Regions from separate parts of the Zea mays genome. Here regions 2 and 3 are each linked to region 1. A link is a contact called in public Hi-C data. All regions are on one chromosome and are shown on one strand. The core of a region is the stretch at or near the end of the contact, and the rest is flanking DNA. Distances in the headings are between cores, read along the strand shown. Region 1 holds the start of LOC103635470. Region 2 holds the start of LOC103635472 (protein ALP1-like). Region 3 has its middle 48 kb from the start of LOC103635472.

The links. A called contact is a pair of places that touch in the nucleus more often than the background predicts.
Region 2: a contact with region 1 is called in a Hi-C map of ear, with 1.7 times the contacts expected there. The contact joins the promoter of LOC103635472 here to the promoter of LOC103635470 in region 1. A contact is called at or near these places in 3 of 25 Hi-C or Micro-C datasets (ear, leaf and tassel).
Region 3: a contact with region 1 is called in a Hi-C map of tassel, with 1.9 times the contacts expected there. The contact joins the enhancer-like site here to the promoter of LOC103635470 in region 1. A contact is called at or near these places in 3 of 25 Hi-C or Micro-C datasets (ear, leaf and tassel).

The regions. Positions count from the first base shown.
Region 1 is chr8:83,508,700-83,511,389 of Zm-B73-REFERENCE-NAM-5.0, forward strand. It overlaps LOC103635470, which reads left to right and starts at 1,391. Exons shown (of 1, transcript XM_008657914.4): 1 at 1,391-2,690. The coding sequence starts at 1,962. The coding sequence ends at 2,648.
Region 2 is chr8:83,717,504-83,720,193 of Zm-B73-REFERENCE-NAM-5.0, forward strand. LOC103635472 (protein ALP1-like) reads left to right here and starts at 1,362. Exons shown (of 2, transcript XM_008657915.3): 1 at 1,362-1,630; 2 at 1,706-2,690. The coding sequence starts at 1,461.
Region 3 is chr8:83,669,246-83,671,935 of Zm-B73-REFERENCE-NAM-5.0, forward strand. No RefSeq gene overlaps it. Among protein-coding and RNA genes, the nearest start is that of LOC103635472, 48 kb to the right of the region's middle. Within about 2 kb of position 1,311, at least 16 of the 20 cell types and tissues checked have an H3K27ac peak or open chromatin away from gene starts, as enhancers often do. A contact at or near this core is called in ear, leaf and tassel, where this site is marked.

The DNA.
Region 1 (2,690 bases), core at 141-2,640:
TATTAAAGTCGCACTTGAATTAACATTTACAACTCAACGGATAATGGTCATAAGCTTACAATGATAGTAGTTGATTCATGTGTTTCTATTCTAGCATGAATTCTCTGTGGATAGTCACCACCTTTTACAGTATCCTCTATACCAAAGGGGCGCACTTGATTCAATGCCTAACTCGAATTCATTGTTTATTGCATATAGCCTCATAACAAGTCTAAATTTCTTCATATCCTTATACAAGCTTCCCATCTTCATTATAGGATTTGTTCTGTCACATAGTAAAACCCTCTCATCTGGTAGGCGGTCTTCATAGGGCAATGCAGCTACACCATCAACACATGCATTACCATAAACACTAGAGGACCTTCCCATACTTGCTTCTTGCCCTTCTCTAGCTTCCCTTTCATCCTCCTCCCTAAATTTTAATCTAGCATACATCCCTTCTTCTAAAGGAACTTCTTGTCGACCTTTTTCATCCCATCTAGGCTCAATTTTATCGTATCCCAATCTATTTGAAACTCCTAAAAAACAAAAAAAAAATTGCCATTACATAAAAACAGAAGGATTTACACTACCATTACACTAAGACAACACTTTATTACCTCGATGGAGATGACTAGATTTGAATCTGGGGACGATGTCGGACACACGGACAAAGGATCGTTCAAGGTATCATGGAGCACCTTCGCTAGAGCCGAACCCTCGAGCAGAAGAGGGGGTGTCGCCCTTAGAGGTGAGTCGGACATGGAGGTCCGGTACAGGTGGGACAACGACGATGACGCTACCGAGGAGGTCTGTCAATAGACTGGGGACGACGACGCTGTCGAGAACGATGGCAGTCGCTGGGGAGTAGAAGTTGAAGACAAGGGGTTAGCTAGGAAAAGGGTCTCGTCGCCGGTGAACTGGTGGTGGCGGCGCTTGGGATCTAGTGGGGGAAGAGGCCCGGTCGGGTACCGAAGTGGGAGCAAACGAACACAGATCAACAACAGGGGCTAATGGAAAAGCGAATACCTTAATCATATCAAACACCGTCCGACTGAGAGCAACACCATCGTTATGCCAAAGCGAAGGGAAACACGACTTCGTAGTCCTATTTTGCCGGGATGGCGTTCAGAGTATCAGACTAGCGAACGACGATGTTGGTGTTATTATAATGCCAAAGAACCCTGTTGAAGTTGTATTGCTAGCTTTGCTAGCTTTACTTTACGTCTGTTGTTTTACTTGATTTAGATTTATTTTTAAAATATAATTGGTAGCGCTCTTGTCTGATTTATTGCGGGGAAATAGAATATGAACTATCGATTTCCAAAGCCGTGGTTGTATTGCACTCGTCAACTGCGTGAACGAACCATTACATACAAAGTACGACAGGGAACACATTCAATGTTCTGTTTACTTTGGGTGATCAAGTTGACAAAACAGAGAGACAATATCTCAGTTGCATTTGTTCTATATGCTGACACCAGCAAGGCGCGGTTTGTGTCTCTCGCTCTCGTCACCCACAAGACAACCTCTTTTGATTATGTCCACTAATGCTACCGTGTCACATGCTCGTTGGTCTACGCCAAAAGTCAGCTATGGAGAGGGAGGAGAGAGAGAGCAGATAAAGGCCGGCGGTGGAGGTGACAGAGATCATTCAGAGACGAGCAGCAAGTGGACAGCCACTGCTGGTGCTACATACGGCTTCTTCTCCCTGTCTCTGCACTCACTGCAAACCGCTGATCCTGGGTATATAAAATTCACCTTCTCAGCCTTTTGTACAGATCAACTGATCAACAGAATCATCCGGCTCCGAGTGGCGAGCTCCACCAAACGGCCTCCTCATTCTCAACTCTGAAGCGGCACCTACCTCTTCACTGCAGTGCTTCCCTCCTTTTCTTGCAGTCCCTCCTCTCCTCTCCTCCTCCCTCCCTCTCCCTCTGTCTCTGGGCTAGCAGAGCAGAGTGCCAGTGAGTGCGCAGTGCATGTTCGCCATGTCAAGCGCCGGCTGCAAGGCGGAGCCTGGATTGTTGGCGAAGCAGGGGAGCAAGCTCCACGCCAAGATGCTCTCCAAGGAGGCGGCGGCGCAGCTCGCCGTGCCGTCGTTCCGGGTGTACTACTCCATGGCGTCGGCCGGCGCGGTGCCGTTCCTGTGGGAGTCGCAGCCGGGCACGCCCAAGAACGACTCGCCCTCCGCGGCCGTGCTTCCGCCGCTCACCCCGCCGCCGTCCTACTATGCCGCAGGCAGGGGAAGCGCCGGCGGCCGCTCCAGGAACCGTCGGCATGGCGGCCTCCTTGGCGTCGTGCTCCCCCGCATCACCCTCCTCCGGAGGCCCGGCGGCAGCCAGGCGACGCCGCCGTGCTCCTCCTCCTCCTCCTCCTGGTCTTCCTCGAGTTCCAACACGTCGTCCACCATGTCGCCCGTGTTCACCGTACAGTCGTCGCCCGCCGTGCACGTGGGGGCTTCCTGCCGCCACCACAGGCCTGCGTTCTCGGCCGGCGGCGCCGACGACGTCGCGGAGGCCACGCCGCGGTGCTTCTGGACCGAGCGTGAGTGCTGCGAGAGGCGGGTGGTCAGGGGGTGTGGCGTCGCGGTGGCCGTCAGGAACGCGCTTGCCACGGTCGTCGGCGGCAAGACCAGCAGGCGAGCTGCCACCAGCGCCGCAGTATAGAATAGAGAGGCTTTGTTTCATATTAATATGGCTAAAGCCCAG
Region 2 (2,690 bases), core at 112-2,611, 210 kb after region 1:
TATCCAGTTTTTCTTTTATAATGTTTTTAAAAGGATTTCAGGTACGTACGTGTTTACATTAGTTATTACTTTCGTTTGTGTCTTGCACTACAACATTCAAGATGTTAAATTTTCTCTATCAACGAAGAATTATACATATATAGTTCGTTTAGGGTATTTACATATAAAGTACTAATATTAGTATGTCATGATATTTCAGTTGAAATGTAGAACCTTATCTAAATCGGAAGCTTATATAGGTAAATAATTAGTTATAGGGTTTGAATGTAATTTTAAAAAATGTCAGTGACATTGCTACCTGGTTTGGCAAAGCATTTTTTTTGTGTGCGTGTGTGTGTGAAAGCATTTTTTTTGTCAGTGACTGCCTTGATTTCAGTGGGATCTGGGCTTGACAGTCCGACAGGCGACATACAAATCCGGTGGGTTTAGAAAGCCTTTGATTTATATATTACTAATACATATCCGGTGGGTTTAATCTGTCTGACCAAGAACCTGCATATATATTACTAATATATAGCATTATAAGCATGTTAAACCTTATATTCATTTTAGGACTACATCTACACTCTCTCATAAAATTATATAAAACTAGTTATAATGAGGAATTTTTTATGTTATATATACTCTCATTACCTAATGCTGTCTTGGACATGATGATGTACGGCTGCGCGGCTACCTAATTATGCCTTCCGTCGGTGCACGCGCATGCATGCATGCATGTGTGGTTGGTGAGCCGCGATGGCGTAGTGTCGTGTCGGTGCAGCAGGCAGCAGCTAGGTCGACATGAAGACGAGTGTGTTGATGGCTAGTGCGGGCTCTAGCTAGCGTTTTGCTGCTAGCTGGCAGCTGAGACTGTCCGCAACCGTTCCCCCTAAATGTTACTATGCAGCCACGTCAGCAAGATTCCATCTTCTATATTCACTCGTCCCGCAACCGTTCCCTCTATACTTTCCCCTATATATCCCTCTACTCATTAAAAAACCATTTCCATATAACTAACTTTAACCAACTTCAATTTTGATTTTCTTTCATTATTTTGCACACGTTCGACATGTTACGCATGTATTCAAAAATCAAATTTATAAAAAATAATTACTTTACAATTACTTCCACAAAAAATATATAACAACTATTATTTTACAATACATTCGAATTTGCATATTTTCGTGATGACGTTTTATCCGTCCTGGGAAAACAAATCAAATTTCCTGCAAACCAAATTGCACTAGTCGTATGCGGCAAGCCGCACTTGTCTTGCAACGAAAGACATGTTTGTCTTTCGTGGGAATCCACTAGCTTGCACCTGAAGCCGCATTCCTCTCCCCTATATATATGCAATCCATCTCTTCACAAATGCAACAACAAACTTCACTACATCAACAATTCAAACATTTCACAGTATATCTCACAGCCATAGCGATGAAGACTCTTACTCGAGTGATAGTGAGGACGAAACACTTATGCTTGTCAATCTTCTTGTCCTCAACATAGAGGCCAGACGCCACCTCCAACGACGGTCCCGTTTGCCTCGGCGGGTTATTCATAGAGATCATTTTCGTGGAGAAAATCTTATCCATCATCACTACTTCGCCGAGAACCCTGTGTATCCACCCCACGTCTTTCGTAGAAGGTACCCACTACTTATTATTCGAATACGGTTTAATATTTGCAATTTCATTACAAATATTCTTTATTATAAACTTAGGTTCCGCATGAGTAGGCCTCTCTTCCTGAGAATCTTGCAAGGTCTTCAACAACATGATTCGTACTTTACACAACGGGTAGACGCAACTAGTATGCCTGGTCTAGGTCCACTACAAAAAGTATGTGCGGCAATGCGGGTACTAGCATATGGGTTACCTTCAGATGCTGTAGACGAGTACATTCAAATAGGGGAGTCGACAGCTAGGGAATGCCTTCATCATTTATGTCGAGGTATCATTGCATACTTCAGTGGCTGGTATTTACGAACTCCTAACGAAGCTGACATAACACGCATCATGCACCATAGCGAATCAAGAGGTTTCCCAGGGATGTTGGGTTCTATAGATTGCATGCATTGGGAGTGGCGGAACTGTCCTACCGCATGGCGTGGTCAGTTTTGTGGCAGAAATGGTCGAGCATCTATGATCCTAGAAGCTGTGGCAACGTATGACCTTTGGATTTGGCATGCTTTCTTTGGCATGCCCGGGACAAACAACGACGTCAACGTGCTCCACCGATCACCAGTTTTCGACCCCATGACATCTGGCCGAATGCCACCTGTGCATTACACAATAAATGGTAATGCATATAACTTCGGATATTACCTTGCTGATGGTATTTACCCGAACTGGCCAACTTTCGTAAAAGCTATAAGGCACCCATATGAGGAAAAGAAAGTGTATTTCACACAAATGCAGGAAAGTTGTCGAAAAGATATTGAGCGTGCATTTGGAGTTCTTCAAGCTAGGTGGGCGGTGCTACGAGGTCCAGCATATGGTTGGGATCGAAATCGTTTAACTGAAATTATAACAGCTTGCATCATAATGCACAACATGATTGTTGAAGACGAAGGGCCGTTTGCAGCTAATACTGATTTTGGAGATAACACTTCAACCAGCCAAGCACCACAACTAATTGCTGAAGGAAGGGTAGAATGGGTGATTAACCACTTCGATCTTCGTCGCCAAGAAAGATCGTGCTCCCTC
Region 3 (2,690 bases), core at 61-2,560, 160 kb after region 1:
AATTAATTTATTTAGGGTGATTTAATATTTATAAATATCCACTAAGATATTAATAGGACATATTAGAAGATGTTTTCTAGAATAGTATATTTTGTGAATATGAGTTTCATATTGAAATGCACTTGATTAATGGATAAAATAAGATAAATAAAATAAATAAAATTGAACTATGCATCATGTTGGACTTTTGAATGTGCATCTAATTTGGTTTGAAATTTAAACTCATATTTTTAATGAAATTTGAATTCAGAAATTAAAAATAGAAAAGAAATCAGAAATAGAAATGAAATATAAAAGAAAAAGGAAGAAAAAACATTACCTAGGCCGAAACCACCACTGGTAGCTTGTTTTCCCTCACCCGTGCCAGCCCAGTCGCACGTGCGTCACCCACCTGCCTGGTTAAGGCACCGACTGGTCGGCCACCAGCCCACCATCCTCAACTTCTCCGTTCCACTAATGTACGCTAAGCCGCTAAGGACTAGTTTAGGAACCCCCACTAATGTACGCTAAGCCGCTAAGGACTAGTGTAGGAACCTTATTTTTCTAAGGATTTTTTATTTTCTTAAAAGAAATTAGTTAATTTTGGCTTGGGAAATTAAAAATCGTATGGAAAAATAGAATTGTCAAACTAGCCCTAGATCCCAATAGATTTCCTTTCTTTATAAAGTATATTTCCCTAAAGTAAAATAAAAATAGAATTGTCAAACTAGATCCCTCACCTACGACGAGAGTTCAAACCGAAGCAGAAATTTGTTGCTACTACCTCCGTGATACCCGCTGTGATCCACCCTAAACCCCCCTCTCTATGCATAAATAATAAACCCAAGCACTCCTAGATCATAAACCAAAGCTCCTTGACCATAACACAAACATAGAAGGAGAGAGGCGGAGATCCGCCATAGCCGCAGGGAACCAGCGGGGCCAAAAGGGCACCAGACCATTGTTGGGGCTTTGGAGGGCATCAAGGGACTTCATCATGACTCGTCCCTCGTGTATGTGGTCCTCCCGATGAAGAAGAGAAACTTGGGAATTAAGCCAGAATTTCTCACCGGAGTATAGGGATTCCGCCAAACGTGCCATGCACCATGGATGGAGATCATCACGACACGAATAGTCACTGAGTTCACCACCACATGTCGTTCGCCTTCGTTCCCACGGCGTGTAGCATCAGTCTACTATAGGACATCTCGTTCTCGGGCTCGGGTGGCATTCAGGCCACTGTGCTCACTGCCGCGGGGAACCATATGCCACCTCGTCTGGCCTCTGTGAGGAAGAAGGGTTTCTGGCCGTGGATCGGCCAGTGAACGGTTGGGATTAGATCATCGTGACAGTTCGGTTGGAGTGATCCAAGCCGTCGGATCCAATTCACGTGGCTAGGATTAGATTTTGCTTATTTGAATTGAATCTGAGCGGTTGGCTTTTGATTGGAGGGCTCACATCGACACATACCCCCTTCGCTGAGCGAGATTTGCTTAAGAGACCTCGGATTTCTAGGAAAACACTCGTAGTATCCGGTAGTTCAAGTTTCATTACAAAGGGATCTGAATCTTTGTAAAATAAACCTCAAAGACTTAAGGAATAGAATCTATCGTCCCTGGTTAAGATAAAACAAATAAAGTAAATTATAAAACCAAGAAAATCCCTTGAAAGTAGTTTCTAGTGATAAAATAAATTTGCTAAACTTAGACAATCCGTAACTTTCTTGTTTTAACTCTGATTTAACTCGTTCCAGTTGCGTTAGCTTCGTAATAAAATTGCCTTTGTAACATATCACATAATTTTGTAATTAGATATTTATTTAATCTATGTTTATTAGATTAATCTTACTAATCAAAGTTAATCTATCCCTAATTATAAACTGACTAAGATATAATCTATAATCAAGTTATAACTTAGATTGAAGTTGAATCAGTTATTTATTTGGGTTATCTTTCTCGCATGATTTATATTACCTAAAAGCAACCTAGAACCTTGTTTTTCATAGTTAATCAAGTAGATCTTCCAAACTCTATATCTTTTTAACCATAACTGCGATTTTAGTGGTTCTCGAACCTGCGATCTCATAGCGACACGTTGAATATTCTTATGCCTTTTATTTCCATGTTTGGTGTAATGTTATTTGTATCCATTATTTGCTTATTTGCATGTATTGCTACAAGTAAAAGCGAGGTCATGAGGAATCTGAAGTCCAACTCTGGGAAACAGCTGGAGTTGCAAGTATAAGGCAAGTTGTCTACTTGATCACATTTTCTAACCTAATAATGTTTATGTTTCCGATAGTCACCATGGCATGCTTAGGTTAAACTGATGGAACCTAATAGGTTACCTAGTTTTGTTTACCCTACACCTTGCATACAAATGAATTATTGGGTAGTCTTGATATTTCTCTATCTGTTTTGGGTGTTATATTATATATGAATCATGATCATGCCTTATTACTATTGTTAACTGTTTATGGATTGTTTATAATACATGATAAGACTATTTTGTTAATTGGAACATGGAGCTTAACCTGAGACAACAGTGCTACCACAAGGGTGGAATAAGACTCCCTTGGCCAATTAATCAGGAAATATAGTGTGAGTTAATCCTTTCTCGAAAGAGACAAGCGGGGTGTGGGAAATTGCCAGTATAGGGAGGTTCTCGGGTCGATCTGTCTATGATAGCTTTTCAAATGAGGAATTCCTATA